Linked DNA regions of Ovis aries: region 1 is linked to region 2. Evidence: chromatin contacts called from public Hi-C data. All regions are on one chromosome and are shown on one strand. The core of a region is the stretch at or near the end of the contact, and the rest is flanking DNA. Distances in the headings are between cores, read along the strand shown.

The links. Hi-C and Micro-C count contacts between places; a contact is called where the count stands out from the background.
Region 1: a Hi-C map of liver shows a contact between it and region 2, with 2.7 times the contacts expected there. The contact joins the enhancer-like site here to the promoter of ENPP1 in region 2. A contact is called at or near these places in 2 of 16 Hi-C or Micro-C datasets (liver and tail adipose tissue).

Annotation. Positions count from the first base shown.
Region 1 is chr8:57,296,677-57,302,365 of ARS-UI_Ramb_v3.0, reverse strand. ENPP1 (ectonucleotide pyrophosphatase/phosphodiesterase 1) reads right to left here. Exons shown (of 25, transcript XM_004011326.6): 25 at 4,989-5,689. Among named protein-coding and RNA genes, the nearest start is that of CCN2, 56 kb to the left of the region's middle. Within about 2 kb of position 4,290, at least 8 of the 54 cell types and tissues checked have an H3K27ac peak or open chromatin away from gene starts, as enhancers often do. A contact at or near this core is called in liver, where this site is marked.
Region 2 is chr8:57,220,046-57,226,025 of ARS-UI_Ramb_v3.0, reverse strand. It overlaps ENPP1 (ectonucleotide pyrophosphatase/phosphodiesterase 1), which reads right to left and starts at 2,875. Exons shown (of 25, transcript XM_004011326.6): 1 at 2,619-2,875. The coding sequence starts at 2,858.

The sequences.
Region 1 (5,689 bases), core at 3,041-5,540, 75 kb before region 2:
CGGAAAGCAGTGACCTTTAGCTTTCTTTGTCCACCGTCTTGGATTAAATCAGTTCAGTTTGATTTTGCCCACGCCTTTGTGGTATCCTGTTGGTAAAACACAAGTAGCTTGTATGGTTAAAAAAGAGAAGAGAAAGTTTTTGCTCCTGGAGTGTGGGCTACAAAGCGTGGTCGACACTGCCATGCATCTGCACCTTTGCCAGCGAATATTTATGACAACTTGTTACTGGAGAAACACTAAGTGCTTTGTGGAGGGGTTTTCACTTGACATGTCAAAACTGGAAAATTCCCTCTTGTGCTTTCACTTCATCAGGCATCATACTTTCCACAGGATATATAGTCAATGAAACAACTGTGAATGGCCCTTCAAAGGCATTCTGGATCTCTTATTATTTAGAAATATATCTATAAATGAACGCTTTAAAAAATATTCTATTGAAATTCCATCTGGAAATTAAAAATAGGGATGCAAAGAATTATTCATTTCAGTGTGATTGTCCTTCAGCTGCATTTCTGTAACCTGTGACGTCTTGGCAATCTTAAATGGATGTTTTGCTAGGATCATCTCACTGGTTTGTATTCGCTTGGTCATTTTTCAAATTGAAAAGCTACTACATGCAAGTGCTGTGCTAGAAACAGAGAATCTAAAGATAATTTCTGTTCTCAGTGAGAAATAACTTTGGAGACAAGACAATAAATACGTGAAAATCATCTATCAATTTAAGAAATACATGCTGAATACCAAATGAGAGTTATGTAAAATGAAATTCATATTTATGGCAAGATAAGAAAATTGTAAACATGAAAGTTCTTCTTTGGCCTCCCCTCTCCCTGCACCTTGCAGTGTGTAGCTGCATTATGAACTGACCCAGCTTCCCCCATCAGCAGGAATACCTATTCAACCATAAACAGCAACATTCTCCTAGTACCAACAGAATAACTCCTTAGAAGATAATATTGCTGATTTTGTAAAGGATCACATGACCCACCATCATGGTACTGAAATCTGGTTTATATAATCAATAATGCATCATTTAACATATAGCCTTCTGCCTCAAGGGCTTCTCTTGTGGTTCAGCTGGTAAAGAATCCAGCTGCAATGCAGGAGACCTGGGTTTGACCCCTGGGTTGGGAAGATCCCCTGGAGAAGGGGAAGGCTACCCACTCCAGTATTCTGACCTGGAGAATTCCATGGACTGTATAGTCTGTGGGGTGGCAAGGAGTCAGACACAACTGAGCGACTTGCACTCTGCCTCAAAAAACTTACATAAACAGTGCCTTGACTTCTAATGGGCGGAACAGTTCTTAGAGCTTTCTGAGATGCTCTTCCTGGATTATAATCCTCGGATTTGACTCGGTTAAAATTTCCCAATCCTTTCTTTGATTAACTAATTTTTTGTTGACAATTCAAACCACAGGGGCAGGGAGGCGGGGAGAGGGGGTAATATCCCACAGTATCGAGTTGTACTCCTGGTGAAACAGTGAATTCAATTTCACTCAACACACATCTTATCAAAATTACAGTATTCTGGAATAAGCTCAAAGGATACAGTCAGCAAAGTTAACAGATGATCACAAGCTGAGAGACATATAGACAACGCAGCTTCTTGGGACTTCTCATTTTCCTTACACAGCTTATGGTAATGTTTTCTCTTTAGGAGACGATCCTGCCAGGTCTTTCCCTAGAAAACCCAGACGGAAGCTAAAAATCCTCTTATACCTATAACCACATTACCCTGAAACTACTTTATTATCTTTTATGGTTGCAGCCTGCCTTTTGCAAGCATGTACTTAGATCTAGCATGGGGGTGGGTTAAGGAGTTTGGGGACAATCTCTTAGGTCTCAATGCCATCTAGCAACATTGTGCCCAGGTCATGGATCACAGGCAGTTGGGACAACTACACAAGAATGTCTAGTCTTGAGGGGAGGTGCTGTCTATACTCTCCAAGGTCTAGGAGGGTATGATCACAAGATCAATCCCTTATGGGAATAGAGAAAAGGACTCATAAGGACATCTGCCTTGGAAGTGAAGTGTTAGTAGCTCAGTCGTGTCTGACTCTTTGTGACCCCATGGATTGTAGCCTCTGTCCATGGAATTATCCAGGCAAGGATACCAGGCATGTGGCTAGCTATTCCTTTCTCCAGGGGATCTTCCTGCCCTAGGGATCGAACCCAGGTCTCCTGCATTACAGAACCACCAGGGAAGCCCCAACATGCCTTGGGCTAGAACTTAAAATAAGTAAGTACCAAGGAAGGGGAAAGGCATCCCATCTGCCCTGTTCCCCAGTTTATCCCTAAAGCCTAATTCCTTAACCGAGTAAGCACAGCTTTGAAACTTATTGTCAGTTTTGCTCTAACTGAGTCTAATCTAGTTGCAGGCTTAAAGTGTGCTACTGAGATAATCAGTGGTGTTACCTTAAGAACAAGATGGTACACAAATAAAAGCCCCATAGATTTACCAGCTTGTTTCTGTTTGGACCTTAACAAAACTGAGTAACTCAAGACAGTGAGATTGTGTCAAGGTATTAGATTTCGTTTGCATTACAGTTTTTAGGATGCTTTTGGAAATAGTGTGACTACTGCATTTTGCAGCATGAATGGTAGTAAATGGTCTTAAGTTCTTAACAACAAATGGGTTTCTCTAAAGAGACCAAAATGGTGACTTATCAGTTTTTCTTATGCCCCTTAAAAAGCGGCTCTGCTTTACCAGATACTTGCCAGTTTTTAACTTATCCATGACTTCTCACCCTACCCCACTCCCATATACCTCCTAACATCAGCTGTCTTGTTTCATCACTTCTTTGGGGTTCAGTGTGCAGTGAGCAATTTTTGTGTCAGAAATCTCCTGTCGTAACAAATAGATTTAACAAACTCAACTTACGTAAAGCTACCTGTGTTCTCTTCATACATCTGTAAAAAGATGTCCCTAATTGATTATGTAGTGTAAGAATAGTTGAAGATAGACCAGAAAGACCATCCGTGAATTAATTATCCTGCCTATGTAGAACAGTAATCACTGAAGAAAACTGATTAGTTGTTACTAGCCAGTTTAACTTATTCAAAGCCTCTGTTATTTTATTGCATACTAAACTAGTGAATTAGTTGGAGAAGGCAATGGCACCCCACTCCAATACTCTTGCCTGGAAAATCCCATGGACGGAGGAGCCTGGTAGGCTTCAGTCCATCGGGTCACTAAGAGTCAGACACGACTGAGTGACGTCACTTTCACTTTTCACTTTCATGCATTGGAGAAGGAAATGGCAACCCACTCCAGTATTCTTGCCTAGAGAATCCCAGGGATGGGGGAGCCTGGTGGGCTGCCGTCTATGGGGTCGCACAGAGTCGGACACAACAGAAGCGACTTAGCAATAGCAGCAGCAGCATAGAATCGTTTATGACAGAGAACTCAAAATTGTAGGTTTTATCTGAGATTTTAATTGTGAAAATTGGAGCAATAAGATCTATTTATTGGACTGAGAATATTTTGTTCTCATTTATTTAAAATCATTTCAAGCTTTCATTAGCTTATAAACTTTCCATTGAGACCCGTTTTTCTTCCTTTATTTAAACCCCAAACTACTGCATTTAAGTGTAGGCAGAAATGATCTTTGATAGTGAAAAATACCTGGACATCATTGGACAAAATTATCAAAAGATGTAAAAATCTCATTTCCTGTATATTTATTAAATTGTATTCTGAGTTTTGAATTTCTAATATATAGTGAAATTGGATATGAGTTTTAAAAATAATGTTAGATATTTTTATAAAAATCCTCAAATCGTTCCTTGAATTGAGTGCTTGGGGGCAAGTATGAAGTTAAATTTAAAACAGTTGCATTGGGGTAGGATTATATTGCTTCCTTTTACCATCCCATAGGTGTAATACCCATTCCTAATAGACTAAATGTATTTTATACATCTATTGTTCCTGGTATAGATATGATTTCTTTTCTCCAGTCACTATATATTATGGAGAAGATAAGTAAGAAAATTTCATGTTGAAAAAATTTATATGTTACAAGTTGGAGTCTTTCCTTCCGGTTTCAGATCATTTTAAATACTGGAAAGATATTTCTATATGCCTTGCATTTATATGTTACTTGTTTTTACTTTGAAGTATAGCTAAATGTAATTAAAATACCAAAAAACAAGAATAATCAGTCACATGTCAGAAATGGCTGTTCACTTTGTGAACCTGAAATGAACTTTGGATCTTGTCTTTCCTTTGGACAACACAGCTGTGGTTAATTGTCTACAACCCTTGTACTCAGTAGCAGTCCCTAGAGACATAGCTCCACCCATTCCCTGCCCCTACACTCCATCCACACACCCACATCCACACAGGAAAGCAGCCAGTCTTCTGGATACACACCTTTTATTTGTAAATCCACATCTCTTAGCTTAGAGACACTTATTCTACAGAATTTTTTTCTATCTTACAATATTTAAACTGGCCAAAAATCAGGGAAAATGTCCTTGAACTATAGACATAAACAAATTTAATTTGTTGCTTATGGAAGCACCTACATACCAAATTCCTGTGCTAGGATTCAGTAGGAAGTGTGATCACATTTAGTTTCAAAGTTCAACAGTTTTAATTATAGATAAACACGTACCCACGGATCCGGGCAGGACAGTTATTGCAGCTAACGGCAGAAAAGAGTCTAGAGGAGGTCAGAGCCTCCTGCAGGACTTGGTGGTTCAGCTCTCTCCCAGTCTGGTCTGTCTTATCTCCTTAAATAGGACCAATCAGGCCAACTGACCTATGGCTCTCCTTATCCCGCTGGAACCTGAACATTCACCTTATTCTCCTTAAGGCTTGACCTCTTTTCTCTGATTCCTGGAAATGTTTTTACCTGATTTTTTGTTCTGCCATCACTAGACTAACCTAGTAGAAAATTTTGCATGAGAGTTACTTACCTCATTTAAGAAGTACTGACTAGAGACAGGGCAGTAAAATTAGGGATAAATAAAAGTTTTGCTGTTCATTTGAAAGAAAAGAATGGCCTTTATTGAGAAAAGTAAATAAAAACATTTCCATACATGATCATGTGAATTTAGCATTCAAACTGGAGACTAATCGTATGTTTCAAGTTTATTAGAGTAAAAGAAAGGGTCTCTTTCAAGAGGGAAAAAAAAAGAATGCTGTATAAGAGCAACTGAAAACTAAGTAGGAACAGATGTGCATGCCTTTCCCTTTAAAGTCAGCACAGAATTTATATTCTGACATTTCCTTTAAGAACAGGAGGTCAACAAAAGAAAAATGAAATAGTTGCATATTGTAAACTGGTCACAGTGACGCTTGTAGAAAATATCAGAAGTAGCAGTAAATGGAAAAATGCCCAAAATGTATGCATCCAAGGGAGGCTAAAATGCCCTTTCCTCACCTATTCACCTAAAGAGCTCAAATTCATCCTTCAGCTTCTAGCCCAGTCATCACCACTCCTGGCAAATCACCTCTCACTGCCAAGCAGCACCCACTGCCTCCTTCGTGCTCCCTGGCACTCCGCCCATGGCTCCATTATAACATTTGCCACACTTTTGGGGATCATTTACACTTCTTCTGTCTCCTCCCTTTCTTCAAGACTAAAAAGACTGTAACTTGCTTTTTCTGTTATTCCTGGTGTCTGGCAAAGGGGAAAGGCGTCTATGCACTTAATTAAGATCTGCTACGATGTTCTATGTAGAG
Region 2 (5,980 bases), core at 1,626-4,125:
AACCTGGAAAAGCATTCAGGTCTAACGTATCTACTGAAGCATATATTTGTTTGACCTCCTGGAGTTTCCCACAGCCTGGCTCAGTGCCTGGGCATGAGGACATCCACAGACCAGGGCCAGCGTCTCCAGAGCAGAGCCTGTGGTCTGCCTAGGGATCATATGGGGAGAAGCCACTGTGCCTTCTGCATTCACTCCCACTTCCCTCCAGTATTTAAGTGTATCTGAAGCACTTTCAGAAAAAACGCGACAGTCCTGTGGCCCCTGTTTATCTCTCCGGAAGGTAACTCTTATGTTAATCCTGCTAGATGAAAACCGAAGACCCCTTCAGCCGTTGGGCTTTGGTAATCCCAACCTCAGATGCAATTGGTCAACCCATTTCTTCAGCTTTATGAAAAGTGTGCAGATGTTCCACTTGATAGAATTGCAGCTTCTCTCTAGAAGACGTGCCCCAGAGCTCTTTGGTGACAGCTGTCAAGCTCCTTTTGGAGATTTTTCCCTTTAGAAGTGCATCATTTGGGAAAGTCTAGAGGAAGAAGAATATGGAAGTAGGGGAGGGAAAGAATGGATGCATGCGGTGTGTATGCCAAGTCACTTCAGTCGTGTCTGACTCTTTGCGACCCTACGGACTGGAGCCCTCCAGGCTCTTCCGTCTGTGGGATTTCCTAGGCAAGAATACTGGAGTGCGTTGCCATATGCCCTCCTCCAGGGGATCCTCCCAACCCAGGAATCAAACACCCGCCTCCTGCACTGGCAGGTGGATTCTTTACCACTGAGCCACCTGGGTTTCATTTTCACCTGAAACTATTAATTAAGAGTTTCAAAAACACATCAGTGAGTTTGGGTATATATTAATGGCCCATTGTATTTCACCAAAAGACATGAAGTAGGAATTCCTTTCAATTCAACATGTGTTACAACAAAAGACTCCACCTAATGGTATTAAAAATTCTCATGATTGTCCTACTTGTAGCAATATTAAAGACATTTCCACGTCAAAGCCCAGAGTTGTATCAACAGAGTAAAATGAAATGCTGTTTCACAAGCTGATTGCAGGTGTCAAAGACTGAAATTCATGTTCCAAAGGTAGACGTCTGCTGATACCTACTGTGGATTTATAGGTAAATGAATAGGAAAGATTCTAAAACTGAATTTAGCAACTGACAAATTTAGTAAACTTTTAAGACTGCAGATAGGCACATAGAAGTAATTTCACATGGGAGTTACATATAGATTCAATGTACAATTATTGAATGCCTGAGCCAAACTGAAAAATATTAAGTAACAGTGTTGCAAAAGCTAAGGTTTCCCTCTGACAAAAACAAAAATGGTGACTCAAAAGACTAAGCTCTCCTAAGTATTAGGTGTTCTTAAATAGATATGATGCAAAATATATCTTGAGATACAAACATTATGTGGTTTGGACACTTACTCTTTGAATCTTAGACTTATTTTTAGGTACTAATTATATGACAGCATATCTTTAGGAAAGTTGGTTCCTCAAAGCACTGTATCATCTCCATGACACCCAAAACACAGTGAAAAAGGAAAGTTTATGAAAGGTAAGATTTCAAATATCAGAAAAGATGTCCTCCACACTGCATTGTCCAATCATTAAACGTTAAGTGACAATATAGTTTAAGGCACACTCTACATGGAATGTCACTTCCACATAATACAATAAAACCACTACATCTCCTTGTGGTTTTCAAATTTACTTCCTCACATACATTGTTCCACCTGACCTTCACAATAACCCTATGTGATGCACATGGAGATGATGTCCTCATTTTAACACTGAAGAAACTGAGGTTTGGGGAAAGTTATAGGAGGCCCCAGCAATTAATAAAGGCCATGAAAGCAAGAACCCAGAATTCTGGGTCCAGTACTTCCTGCCATAGATGTAGAAGGGAAAACCACCCCCACATTTCCTGAAATTGATTGTGGATCCTGCAACTGTACCAGCAAAGTGGCAGAGGACGAGTGGGTACTTTTGTAACAATAAAAAATGTGGTTGGAAGAATGGACGACGAATCATAAACACTTCTTCACATTCACATAACATGAATATTGATGGGGTTTCTGAACAGCTGCAAAGAAATTCCTAAGCAAAGCCAAGAGAAAAAGTACTTTCTAAAGTTCCTGATACAACTTTAAGAGCTCTGTTACATCTTTCAAGTGGAATCGGTTAATACAAGGAAAGGATCTCCCTAAAGAGGTAAAAAAATTAAACTGAAATTTTAAATTAAAACAAACACCTTGTCGATCATCCTAAAACCAACAACTTTCAGGTTGGTCATTTTTCCCCACGAACGACCTTGTACTCTCTGGGGGAAAGCGGTGGGATTTCCAAAGATCACGATTTTTAACAGCATGGTTTCATAAACAGGTTCCTTTGGAGCATCAGTAATAACAGCGAGAGTGAGCTATTTCCCCGAGAGGAAGAGAAGGCTCGGTGGTGATGAGCACAGATAAAAACCCGCAGAGGAGAGCCAAAAGGCAGCGAAGCGCGGCACACAACTTGTCTCTCTCCGGGCCCCGGGTGCTGACCGCACGCTCGCAGCGCAGGAGCGGGCGCCGCCCTCCCCACCCTCCCGCGCGCTGGGCCAGCGGGGACCTACCAGCGAGAGCACTTTATAGGTGTTGGGGTCCTTGGCCGGGCGGGCGCGCGCTGCCTTCTCCAGCGGCTCCTCCCCCAGGTCCATGGGGGCCAGCAGCGACGCGGCCGCCTGCGGCTCCCCGGACGCTTCGGCGGCGCGGCCCGGACCCGGGTCTCGGCCGTTCCCCGCCAGGCCCTCTCGGGGGCTGCGCCCGCCCTCGCCGCTGCGGCTCCCGCCCCCAGCGCAACCGTCCCGCTCCATCGTGGCCCCGGGCGCTCGGGCCCCGCCGCCCCGCCGCGCCTTTAATAGGCTCCGCGCCGGCCCCGCCCCATCCCGCCCGCCGCCGCACCCGCCCCTCGCCGCCAGACCCTTGGCTGGGCGCCTGCCCAGCGCTGCGAGTGAGGGGAAAGCAACTCAACGCCCCGGATTATTTGGCTTCCTGTCTGATTTCGGGCACTCAGCGTGTCGGTTATTTTGGGTCCTTTACGTGGGCGTGTCTTTAACCTCCCCCTCCAAGCCTTGCCTACCTCGCGCCTCAGGCAGCGTCCGAACACTTGCAGGAATCGCCTCGCGTAGCCTCGCGGCGCGGGCTGGTCTGGAATTGCAGAGTGTGGTCTGCAGAGGGCATGAGATCATGGGGCCCCAAAATAGAGCGGGTGGACAGAGAGGATGCGGCCCGCCTGTGCGGCTTCTCAAAGGCGGGAGAGTGGAGTCGGGACTGACCTCTGTGTTTCTGGATGGACAACAAGCAGAGAGACTATAGGGTACAGCGCGGGGGGTGGGAAGCGACACTTCTACGTAGAAACACTCAAGAATTCCCTGAATACTTAACGCTGCTCAGGACTATCCAACCTGAAAACACCTGATTTTACAAATGCAACAACATATAAGAGATTTAATTTTCTGGGATTTTGGGTGTTGGGGGTGGGGCTGCTGCTCTTGTGAAATATTTATTAGTAACTTTCTACATCGAAAGCTTTAAAGTGTCGGCGCTGCGCTATCCTGAGGTTGCTGGTGCTACCAAAAAAGTTAACATCTGAAATACTTTGATACTTTGTTTCAAACTAGGACACGAGCAGTAGGCTATAACTCTTGGTGGATTTTTATTCACCTTTGATTCTACAGTTTTTACACTTCCTTGCTCATCAGTTAGGGAAACCACAAGTGTGCAGTCACGGGAGTTTTGCTTGTCAAGTGGAAAACAGTGACTTTCAATACCGGAGCTGACGTTAGTGAACAAGGAAAGTCATACAATCCAATATCAACTAATTTTTCAATTCATTTTGATTTCAGGAATATATGCGAATATATTTTTAAATAAGAATGGATGCTACGTTATAAACTGTTTCTTGTCCCCTTTAAAATAATTATCTTGGGATGCTTTCCATTCAGGTCCTTTGATTCATTCATTCATTCAATAATGAATCCTTCAGTTCAGTCTCTTGGCTTTCAACAGTGCCAATGGCCTCCAAGATCAAAGATGAACAAAAGTATATCTTTCCCAAGTGGCTCCCAGTCTGATCCAAGAGGCTGCTGCTGCAGCTGCTAAGTGGCTTCAGTCATGTCTGATTCTGTGCGACCCAATAGATGGCAGCTCACCAGGCTCCCCTGTCCCTGGGATTCTCAAGGTAAGAACACTGGAGTGGGTTGCCATTTCCTTCTCCAATGCATGAAAGCAAAAAGTGAAAGTGAAGTTGCTCAGTCATATCCAACTCTTTGCAACCCCATGGACTGCAGCCTACAAGGCTCCTCCGACCATGGGATTTTCCAGGCAAGAGTACTGGAGTGGGGTGCCATTGCCTTCTCTGGATCCAAGAGGAGAGGGCAGTAAACAAAAAACTAAAACCCGAATCATAGATGCATAATAGGAACACACATAGGATATTATGACAGCTCAGTGGAAAGGGTAACGGACATCTGGAAGAAGTAAAGGCCTCAAAGCATGATTGAGCTCTTTTTTTCCCTTAATTACCTTTGAGTCAGCTTACAAACCAAACCACCCAAGAGAAACAGGTTTCACTATTACATGGTCGCACATATTTTTCACCCCAAACTTGGCTCTAAATTTTCCTTTGACTGCTCCCAAAAGTCAGATTCAAGGTCAAAGATTTACTCCATGGAGACTGGTCAAATGAGTCTCAGAGCTTCTAAAAGCACCACAACAGAAACATTCCCAATAGCTTTGAACTTAGGAAAACAAATGCAGTAGGTGTATTGTCTGCATCCCAAGTCAACAAATTATCTTAAAGACTCAGCCCATTGGTGGAGGGGACTGTATGGTCATGGACTCAAACATCCAGGACCAGCAGGAACATAAAAGAGTGAGGCAGCCCCCTGAATGTGAGTTTGTACCCTGTCAAAGGTGGTGGCATTTACTCAGCAGGCTAGTGTGCCCACTGTGGCCAGATAGTCAGATTTTTCAGGAGAAACAGGAAATTTAGATGTTTATGTGAATTCTCCAGATTGCAAAATTTTGTCTATGAAATTCAGAAAAACAATTTCTTTAAACCACTTTCAAGGCCAAACAAAATGTAAAAACACATCTGCAGGGTGGGCCTGGCACACAGGCCACCAGGATGTGGCCTTTGCCTTATGCTTAGGCCTCGCCTAATGCCAACTGGGACTTTTATGGGTAACTATAAAAAATCCAATTGAAACTCTAAAATCAGAATAAAACTGGATTGAGCAGGCCACTCATGTTGTTTAGCCACAAACTGAGTGATAGACAAGTCTTGCCTCCATCTTGCTTATATGCAACATGATATGAGGGATAGCCTCAGACACCAAAGTGCAATAAGGTCAAGAGACATAAAACTGCAACAAAACGCCTCCAGTTAGTGTAAAAGTGAACTAGCAATATGTCATCCTTAGTCCTAAACTCTAATCTAGGATGGCAGTAAGGATGAGAGGATAAAATATGATGATTCCTCAGGTTGTACTATACAAAAATATGTGAACACTCCGCACGCCCGAAGTACAATAAGGTCAAGAGACAAAACTGTAACAAAACTTCTCAGTTAGTGTAAAGGTGGGCAATCAATGTGTCGTCCTTAGTCCTAAACCATTCTGCCTTGAATGACTGAGGATTCTAGTCTATGATGACAGTAAAGATGAGAGGGTAAGATTTGATGATTCCTTAGGTTGTATTGTACAAAAATATGTGAACACTCCCCTGGGTGCCTGGAACTCTGGGGTGTAAATAAGACCAGAACACCTAGCGCAGCCAACTTGTTATCTGTGTTTGGAACTAAGGCCTCTCGAAATTGAGAAACAACTTTTCTCAGTTTTTAAAAATGAAATATATGATAGGGTAATTATTTTAGCAGCTGCTCCAAAGCTTCTCCAGCTGAAATCCCTCCAGTTCTCCAGTGAAACACGGAAGA